Regions from separate parts of the Gossypium arboreum genome. Here region 1 is linked to region 2. Evidence: chromatin contacts called from public Hi-C data. All regions are on one chromosome and are shown on one strand. The core of a region is the stretch at or near the end of the contact, and the rest is flanking DNA. Distances in the headings are between cores, read along the strand shown. Region 1 has its middle 11 kb from the start of LOC128283287. Region 2 holds the start of LOC108466514 (divinyl chlorophyllide a 8-vinyl-reductase, chloroplastic).

Region 1 (4,238 bases), core at 1,249-3,748, 160 kb before region 2:
TATAATTTTTTATTAAATTCATGTTATTACAACATTATTCTTTTTGTCACATGGTTAGCATATAAGTTTCTTTTAACTTTAAAATATCACATTAACAAATTTAATAAAAAAATTAATAATATTAACAATTAAAAATAAATTTTGAAAACTAAAAGATAAAAATATAAAATCCTTAAAATAAAAATAAAAAGATCAAAATTTAAATCTACGAAAATATATAAATTTGGAGTATAGTTTAACCAAAAGAAAAATATCAGTTTTTTTTTTACATATTCTAAAACATTTTTTATTATTATAAAGAATTGGAAATCAAGTCGACCTTAAAAGCAAAACAATCAAGAAAGAAGGAAAGAGAAGCTAAAGCTTCAGCTAGAAACAGATGAGCCTCCATTTCATTCACCATTATTGATTTAAAAACCTGCCAGTAAGAAAAATCACTTTGGTTGAAGCTTAACTCAGACAGCATTGGCTCTTCACATTTAATAAATATGTTTTGGTTTTTTATTTATAATTTATTTATGCTTTTTAGATTTTTTAAAAATCATTTTATTATTTTTATCCAAAATGAAATTTTTAAAAATATTTTTAATTTTAAAATTTTTAGAACTAGAATTAAATTGATAAATTTTGTAAATATTTAGGTATAAATTTATTAAATTTTTAGAATTAGAACTAAATGACAAATTTTGTAAATATTGAGAGCTAAATTTGTTGACCTTTTAGATTTAAAATCAAATTGAAAAATGTATAAACATTGAAGGGCTAAATTTGTTACTATGTCAATAAAAAGGACTCATGTTAGCTTCCTGGTTTAAGTATTTAACGATAGATGACTAAAATTTTAAAATTTAAAAATGTTAGTGATGAAATTAAAAGTTTTTTAAAGTTGAGTGATGAAAATATAACCTACCCAAAAGTTGAGTGACCAAGTAGTTTACCCTAAATTCTTTTAGATGTGTGAGTTTTTTAGGAGTTTTGTCTAATTTAAAAGAAATAGTTAAAGAAATGTCAAATTATTTTTTACCACATATAGTTATATTGTTTTTTAAATATGATTTTTTTTATATTTTTCAATTGAATTAGTACCCATCTAACTAGTAACGAAATCTTGAGAGTTTTATTACTAAAGTAGATATAAATTCATATAAAATAAATGTTTGAGTTGATGTAAAAAGTGGTAAATATTAAATTACTGAAAACAGAACAAGAGGTGAATTTGCTAGGTTGGCAGTGTGTGTCAATTTGACTAAGTCTTTGGTATTGAAGATCAGTGTGGAAAACCATATGCAAAGGGTGGAGTATGAACTCTCCCATACATTTGCTACAATTGTGGACACTATGGACATACAAGGGAGAGATTTATAGCCACGGCAACGGATAAAATGGCGACTACTAGACAAGAGGTGTTGAATGAACCATAACCAACAATATAACAGCGTGTAGAGGAGGAGGATTTTGGTTCATGGATGGTGGTGGAGAAACGTGGAAGACAACCGGCAAGGAGGAATGCAAAGTTTGTAAGCAGGAGTCTCGCCATAAATTCTAAAAATTCAAAATTTGACATTTCAATAGGGATGAGTAAAACTCAATTCGATTAAAAAATTAAAAAAAATAGAATTTCGAGTTAATCGAATCAAGTTGTTCGAATTATTCAAGTAAACTGAATAAGTAATTTGAGTTTTGAGTTCGATTTAAGTTGAATTTTACATTTCAAATAATTCGAATAACTTATTGGTATAAATATTCTTTTGGTCCCTATCAAGTTTGAAAATGAACAAATTGGTCTCTCTCAACAAAAATTACAAAATTATTCAAAATAATTTTCAAAAATTCAAAATAATTTTAAAATTCAAAATATTTATAAAAATCCCAAAATTCATATTTTTTAAATTATAAAATTTTTAAAAATTCTAAAAATATATAAAGAAAGTTAAAAATTATTATTTTTAGAATAATAATTTTGGGGACTTAAAAGTTAATTAATGGTTTAAGTTTATCATACTAAAATATTTTTTCAACTATTTTGCTTTGAAAAAGTTTTCAAATATATATAGTTTCAAATTTATGTGCTCTAATATGAAATTAGTTATACATTTTAATTTGACATGGTTAATTTTTTAATTTAACTCGAATAATTCCACTCAATTCGACTCGATTTGAATTTCATCTCACTTGAATTGATTCAAAAAAATTTCAAATCTAGTTAGGATGATAAAATAGGACTCATCAACTCGAAATATTCTCACTCGATTCGACCGAACGCTGACACCTATATACTAACAAATTTGGATGATGAAAATCCCACTAATTTAGGGACACACAGCAATAAAGGAGAGAATCGGGGAAGGCCAGCTCTGGGTTAAATCTGAAACATAAGGATGTTGCAGCGAATAATAATGGACCGAGAAGGGATACGGGAAAAGTGTTGTTGGGAGTGTTAATGGTTGGGCTGCAAATGGGTCCACAAGGAATGCCGGCCATTCGTCTTTGTATGGACCAATGGAATACAATAATAAAAATGGAGTGAGCTTAGCAAGATAGGACATAATGCTGAATAAGGTGGGGCCAAGTAAGCCCAAAAGTCAAGCTCCAAGCTTGGAAGGCTTCATTGCTACACTGATACAAACAAAATTAAACCCCAAGAATCATGTTGTTATTTCAGTAGAGGGAAATTCAAAAATGGCGATTCAAGAGGCTTTGAGGCCAGATGCGATTAATGGGGATATGGCTACTGACTTGGATGGCAGTGTAGCGTCCAGATGGGTCAATCAAAAATCAGTATAGTCGAAGGATGTTAGGAAGGACATCCTGTGTCGGAGAGTTTGAATTAAAGACTACAGGAATTGCGCATTACCAATGGGTGTAGCTATCGAGGGTATCCTTAATAGGCTGGAACAACAAGAAGATAGCTTGGATGATGCTATGGGTGCTGATAGATGATGAAGTTTCCAGTGAAACCAAGTCCATGGTGGAGATCCATGATTAAGGAAGGAGCAGTAGTGATTTTTTTATGGACAGTAATATCGTTTTTTGGAATTGTCAGGGTGCTGGTCATCCGAGGTTTGATCGTATTGTGAAGGAATATATTCGTGAGAATAAACAGTGAATTATGACGTTGGTGAAGACAAGGCTGAGAGAAGAAAAAGTAGACAAGGTCATCGCTAAACTGGGGTTTCCTTTTTCTCGTAGAATTAAAGAGAATAGTTCATCTTACTCGTCTGTATTTGGTCAACTACTAACGACTTGAAAACAAAAGATTTCATATTCGACTATACAAAGCCTTGCACACATAAAAGCTTTCACTAATGTGATTTAATAATTGTAGTATCAAAATGCAGATAAACGTTTGACCTCTTGGCGGATTATCCTTGTGAATTCTATCTTTACTAGTTGTCTTTGTGACCCACATGCATCTACTTCCTTAAAAAGAAATCCTTCCGGATTCTTACTTTAGAACTTATGAAAGAAAACTCATAGATAACTCCCATAGCTCATCTTGTACCAATAAATCCCGATAACCAATTAAGATAAATCTTGACGAACAATTGTTGTTGCAGACTGCTATTAATAGCTTATCCTAACAAACTCAGATTCGTAGTACAATCAATGAGGATTCTTGCTTCAGACTCAAGTATGCAAAACATATTGACAGTTTCATAAAGAAGATCCCCGTTACGGACTAATAAAGAAGATCTATTCTTCTCAATCCAATAGACAAACCTAGCGGACCGTCGTATCTTGCCTCTATCTCACAATAACATATAACCCATTCATAGTGGTCCACCCTTAAAAACATATCACATGTAGGCGGATTCTTAAGAGTGAATCCTCTATTGGCGGAATCATACATGCAAGACTATCCTGACAAACTGTCATATATTTCATATATGGACTCGCATAAGTAGATATCTCATACCTTTAGATTCGCACATAGTAATATATTACAAGTAAACGATCTTATTCTTGGCGACTTATGAAGCTTGTGAAGACATAGATGCAAACAGATATATAAAGATTCACGTACATGACTTTATCTCGCGGACCTCCACTGAATCTTACCATGGCCATTGACTTGCCTTCAATCATACGGCTTAAAGCTTCCGATGTAGCGACCTTATAGTTAGGGGTGTCGAAAAGTGTATTCTCGGGACTCCGTTCCCATAAATGAAACTCGTAAATATTTATTACAAATATTTACGAAGTTAGTTGTATAGTTAATTTGATTTTGGTTAAGTGAA
Region 2 (3,931 bases), core at 1,064-3,563:
AATATTAAAATAATTTTACAATTTTGGATTTGTGGTCCCGAAATTACTGTTCCGACTAGGCCGAAAATCGGGATGTTACTATGATATTTATTGAATTTTGTTTGTTCAAAAATATTAATAGGAGATAAATTGAGATTTTAAAATTCTTCTTCTAAAATAAGAAAAATAGTAGAAAAGATTGATATAATCAATTTCCAGTGCTTGAGCCTCGAACGTCTTCTTCCACTACTTTAGGTGTACCCGTTAAAGATTTTATTAATTCACTATATGAATAACTAGCTTTCAATAACAATGTATATTCTTTAAATCCTCTATATTTTACTTAAGGTAAGATAAGAAACTTTTTTTATCTTTTTATAATGGCTAAGATAGAGCCACCGTAATTTTATGGCTCAACTAGAAAACATTTCCCTTGTACAAAGTTAAGGGTGTTTGGTTTAAACAAAAGAACTATCTTTAAAGTAGGTGTTTACAATGTGTAAGAATGATGCTCTCTAAAATATTTATAAGAGAAAGATAAAAAAACATTAACTAAAGTGATTTCTTTTGATTGTGTGTCTCTTGCTTCTTGGAGTGTTCTTCCTTCTTGATTTCCTTTGAATATCATCTTCCATTTAGAAAATACACAAAAGTTTTCATGTTTTTATGATGGTACAGATAGAAGTAAAAGATCATTCATGTTGCACACAATTCAGACAATAGAAACAATTCTTTATATTCCATAACAATGGCAGTTTCCAAGGTAAAATCTTTACAAATACAATGTGGGATTCACTAGTTTTAGATGTTTTTTAAGGTTAGGGAAAGCTGCTTATACCTCAAGTCATGTTCTAATACAAAACTGGTTCATTCAATGAAGCAATCAGCTTTCAAAAGATGGATTGTTCACCTAATTCCTGACCAGCCATCCCTTCCCTCAGCACTCTCGCGAAGAACTCTTCCAACGTATTGGTTCCATAGCTCGGTGTTTTCTCGGCACTGTATTCTCCGGTTTCGGGATCCAAAATCAACATACTTTCGGCAGCGTAATATCTCCCGATTTTACCGAACTCGGCGGCATCTTCCATTGAAGGGAAGATCTTAACAAGGAAGTCGAGAATCCCAATGGCAAAGTCCATGATCCCAATAGGCACTTTCAAGAACTTTGGTTCCTTCCCTACAAGCTTAAACAACATCTCCCCTTGCTCCAGTGGTGTCAATGCCTTCCCCGGACCGCCTATCGGCAAAATCTGATTAATCTTATCCTCTTTCAAAACACAATCTGAAATGAAGGAAGCCAAATCTTGTTCACTAATTGGCTTACAAGCACATAATTTGCCATCACCAAACATCACATAAGGCTTTCCATCTTTCACTAAGTCAACTTGACCCCCTAAACTCTTAAAGAATGCAGTTGGCCTAACAATACTGTAAGTAAACCCGTCATCTCCTTCGGCTTCTTTCATCAATTCGGCCTCAAATTTCAGCTTAGCTCGCTGGAATTCGAGGAGGGGTTTTTGGACACAAATGGCAGATAGCAACACAAAATGTGAAGCCCCAAATTTCTTACCAGCGACAAGGCTGTTCTTTGTAGCTTCGTAATCAATTTTCCATGAATCCTTAACACCACCAGTACGGCTAGCAAGACAAGAGACAACAACATCAATGGGAAACCCTAAATTTTTCACAGAATTCTCCAAAATGTCGAAATTGGTGACATCAGAGAAACATACATTAGCTCCATTTAAATCACTCAAAGTATCTTCCTTGCTGTTTTTGCCTCTAATCCCACTTCTTTCCCTAGCAATGGCTATAACATTAAACCCTCTATTGACCAACTCTTTCACCACAAATTTCCCAATATAACCAGTAGAACCCACCACCAAAACATTGATGTCTTTTGGGTTCTTGTTTCTAAATGAAGCTGATACAGCTGTTTCAACAGGCTTTGTTGCTAAAGCTTTAACAAGTTTAAACCTTTCTACATTAAAGGGTATTGATTTTGAAGTAAAACTAGCTGGTTTTACCTGGATTTGATTGATGAACTGAGAACTGAAACGTGTTTTGTGAGTTTGGGACTTTGGTGAGTGAACAGTGAAGGCATTGAAAGATAAACAAAGTGACATTTTCTTTTACCTAAGAAGAGAAATCTGGGGAAACTGGTCTTTGTCACTCAAAATTAAAGAGAGAAAGGGAAAGAAAATGTGGGAACATTTGAGGTGAATGATGAACAAGATTGGAGGTTTCCATGGCCAGTAAAGTTCCTCCAGCTAAAAGAAAAATCTAATGAAGATTGGTGGTGGATAACATTGATGATAGCCCCAGCTGATAAAAGAATTATATAGAATTGCTCGTTTTCTCCATAGATAGTGATAAATATTAATTTCATCCCCTTAACTTTTCAAACTTTCTTTCTTAGTCCCTGGGCCCAATGGGCTGTCTGTGGCCAAGAAATGAAAAGGCCTTTTTATATATGTATATGTAGTGTTATAAATATTAGGCCCAAAAAGACCATTTGAGCCCAGGGACAAATCTTGTAGTTGAAAGCTGAAACGACGCTGTTTCATTCATATTGTTATTACAGGAGTCAATAATAGGTATAACTATCTGATTCTTAACTTCAATATTCACTTGAAGAAGAAAACAAATTCCCATACCAAAAATAAAATTATTTTATCAATCATTAATTTTTATTTTTCAGTTTTAGCCGATAACAAAGAAACCATGAATGAATCTGATTATACATACAGTTCAATCCCAAACGATGTAGCTCTCAAAATTGCTTCTTCCCTTGCGGTAATTTGCTTCCTCTTCATTTCCATCCTTTCTTTTCTTCTTTCTGGGTATCGGTGGAATCTAAACATGGTTTCCGGGTCGTCTGGTTTTTAGGTGACTGATCTTTCCTGCTTGAGTTGTTGTTCTCGGGTGTGGAGGGATTTATGGGGCTCCGATTGTTTATGGGAACCCTTATTTAAACAAAGATGGCCTCTTTTATATGAAGATGTCTTGAAAGACCCCGACTTCAAGGTGTTTTTTTTTTTTTTAAGTTTTATTTATGGTAATTTAGCTTTGGAATTGTTGGTTTTGGCTTAATTGCAATGGGTGTTTCGAGTTCTTTTGCGGTTTATCATTCAAGTTGAAACTATTAGTGTTGAAGTAAATACATGTAATTAAATATGTTAGGCAAATTCAATTGTTTGTATTGATATGAAAATTGTTGAGAAAAAAAAATTAAAAATGATGCTAGGGTTGGAGGGGATTTTACATAAAGCAGCACAAGGAGATGAAGGATCAAGCTGATTCGGTTATTAAATTTGTAGAAAATTGTTTGCAATCCGAATCAATCCAGGTCAACGACTATCTGAAAGCGATTGAATGCCTGAAATTGATGGGGTTCGGGTTTAAAGATGTTCAAATGTTGCTGCTCAAACCAAAGCTGAATGTTTTGCTTAACCTGGTTGGACTTCATTACTGCCTTAACATCCTTAAAGTGCCGGTAACTTTTCATGCTTTATGTATTTTTCATGCATTTTTTTCTTGTATGCTTGTTTTGTTTACATCGTGGAATTAGTGTTCTTAGATGGTCACAAGCGCGGCTGAAAGCTAAACCAGCGTGGCTGCTTTTAGATAATGGTTTCTCTATAGATTTTGAATCTGTATTTCTAGATATGTTAATGCTACACATGTTAGAACTAAAAAAATTATGAATGATACCGAGCAGGCTTCGGATGTCATGGAAGCGCTCAAGAGTAGCAACATTAAAAACCGCCAAATTTGTATCAAATGGTGGAAGCTCGGCAGATGGTTCTATGGATTCCGTATGCGGGATGAATTCCATTTTCGATGTCTCTCTCTAGAAGATCTTGCATCGTCAAAAGACGATTTAGACGGGCTGGGGGTGCTTCAACGAGGAGCCATTCATGAGGTTTTACAAGTTCAGATATCCATTGTT

The links. A called contact is a pair of places that touch in the nucleus more often than the background predicts.
Region 1: a contact with region 2 is called in a Hi-C map of leaf, with 5 times the contacts expected there. The contact joins the enhancer-like site here to the promoter of LOC108466514 in region 2. A contact is called at or near these places in 3 of 5 Hi-C or Micro-C datasets (all in leaf).

The regions. Positions count from the first base shown.
Region 1 is chr10:102,222,586-102,226,823 of ASM2569848v2, reverse strand. No RefSeq gene overlaps it. Among protein-coding and RNA genes, the nearest start is that of LOC128283287, 11 kb to the right of the region's middle. Within about 2 kb of position 2,498, at least 1 of the 2 cell types and tissues checked has an H3K27ac peak or open chromatin away from gene starts, as enhancers often do. A contact at or near this core is called in leaf, where this site is marked.
Region 2 is chr10:102,065,803-102,069,733 of ASM2569848v2, reverse strand. LOC108466514 (divinyl chlorophyllide a 8-vinyl-reductase, chloroplastic) reads right to left here and starts at 2,313. Exons shown (of 1, transcript XM_017766883.2): 1 at 691-2,313. The coding sequence starts at 2,105. The coding sequence ends at 870. LOC108470178 reads left to right here and starts at 2,578. Exons shown (of 4, transcript XM_017771443.2): 1 at 2,578-2,775; 2 at 2,869-3,006; 3 at 3,227-3,475; 4 at 3,701-3,931. The coding sequence starts at 2,704.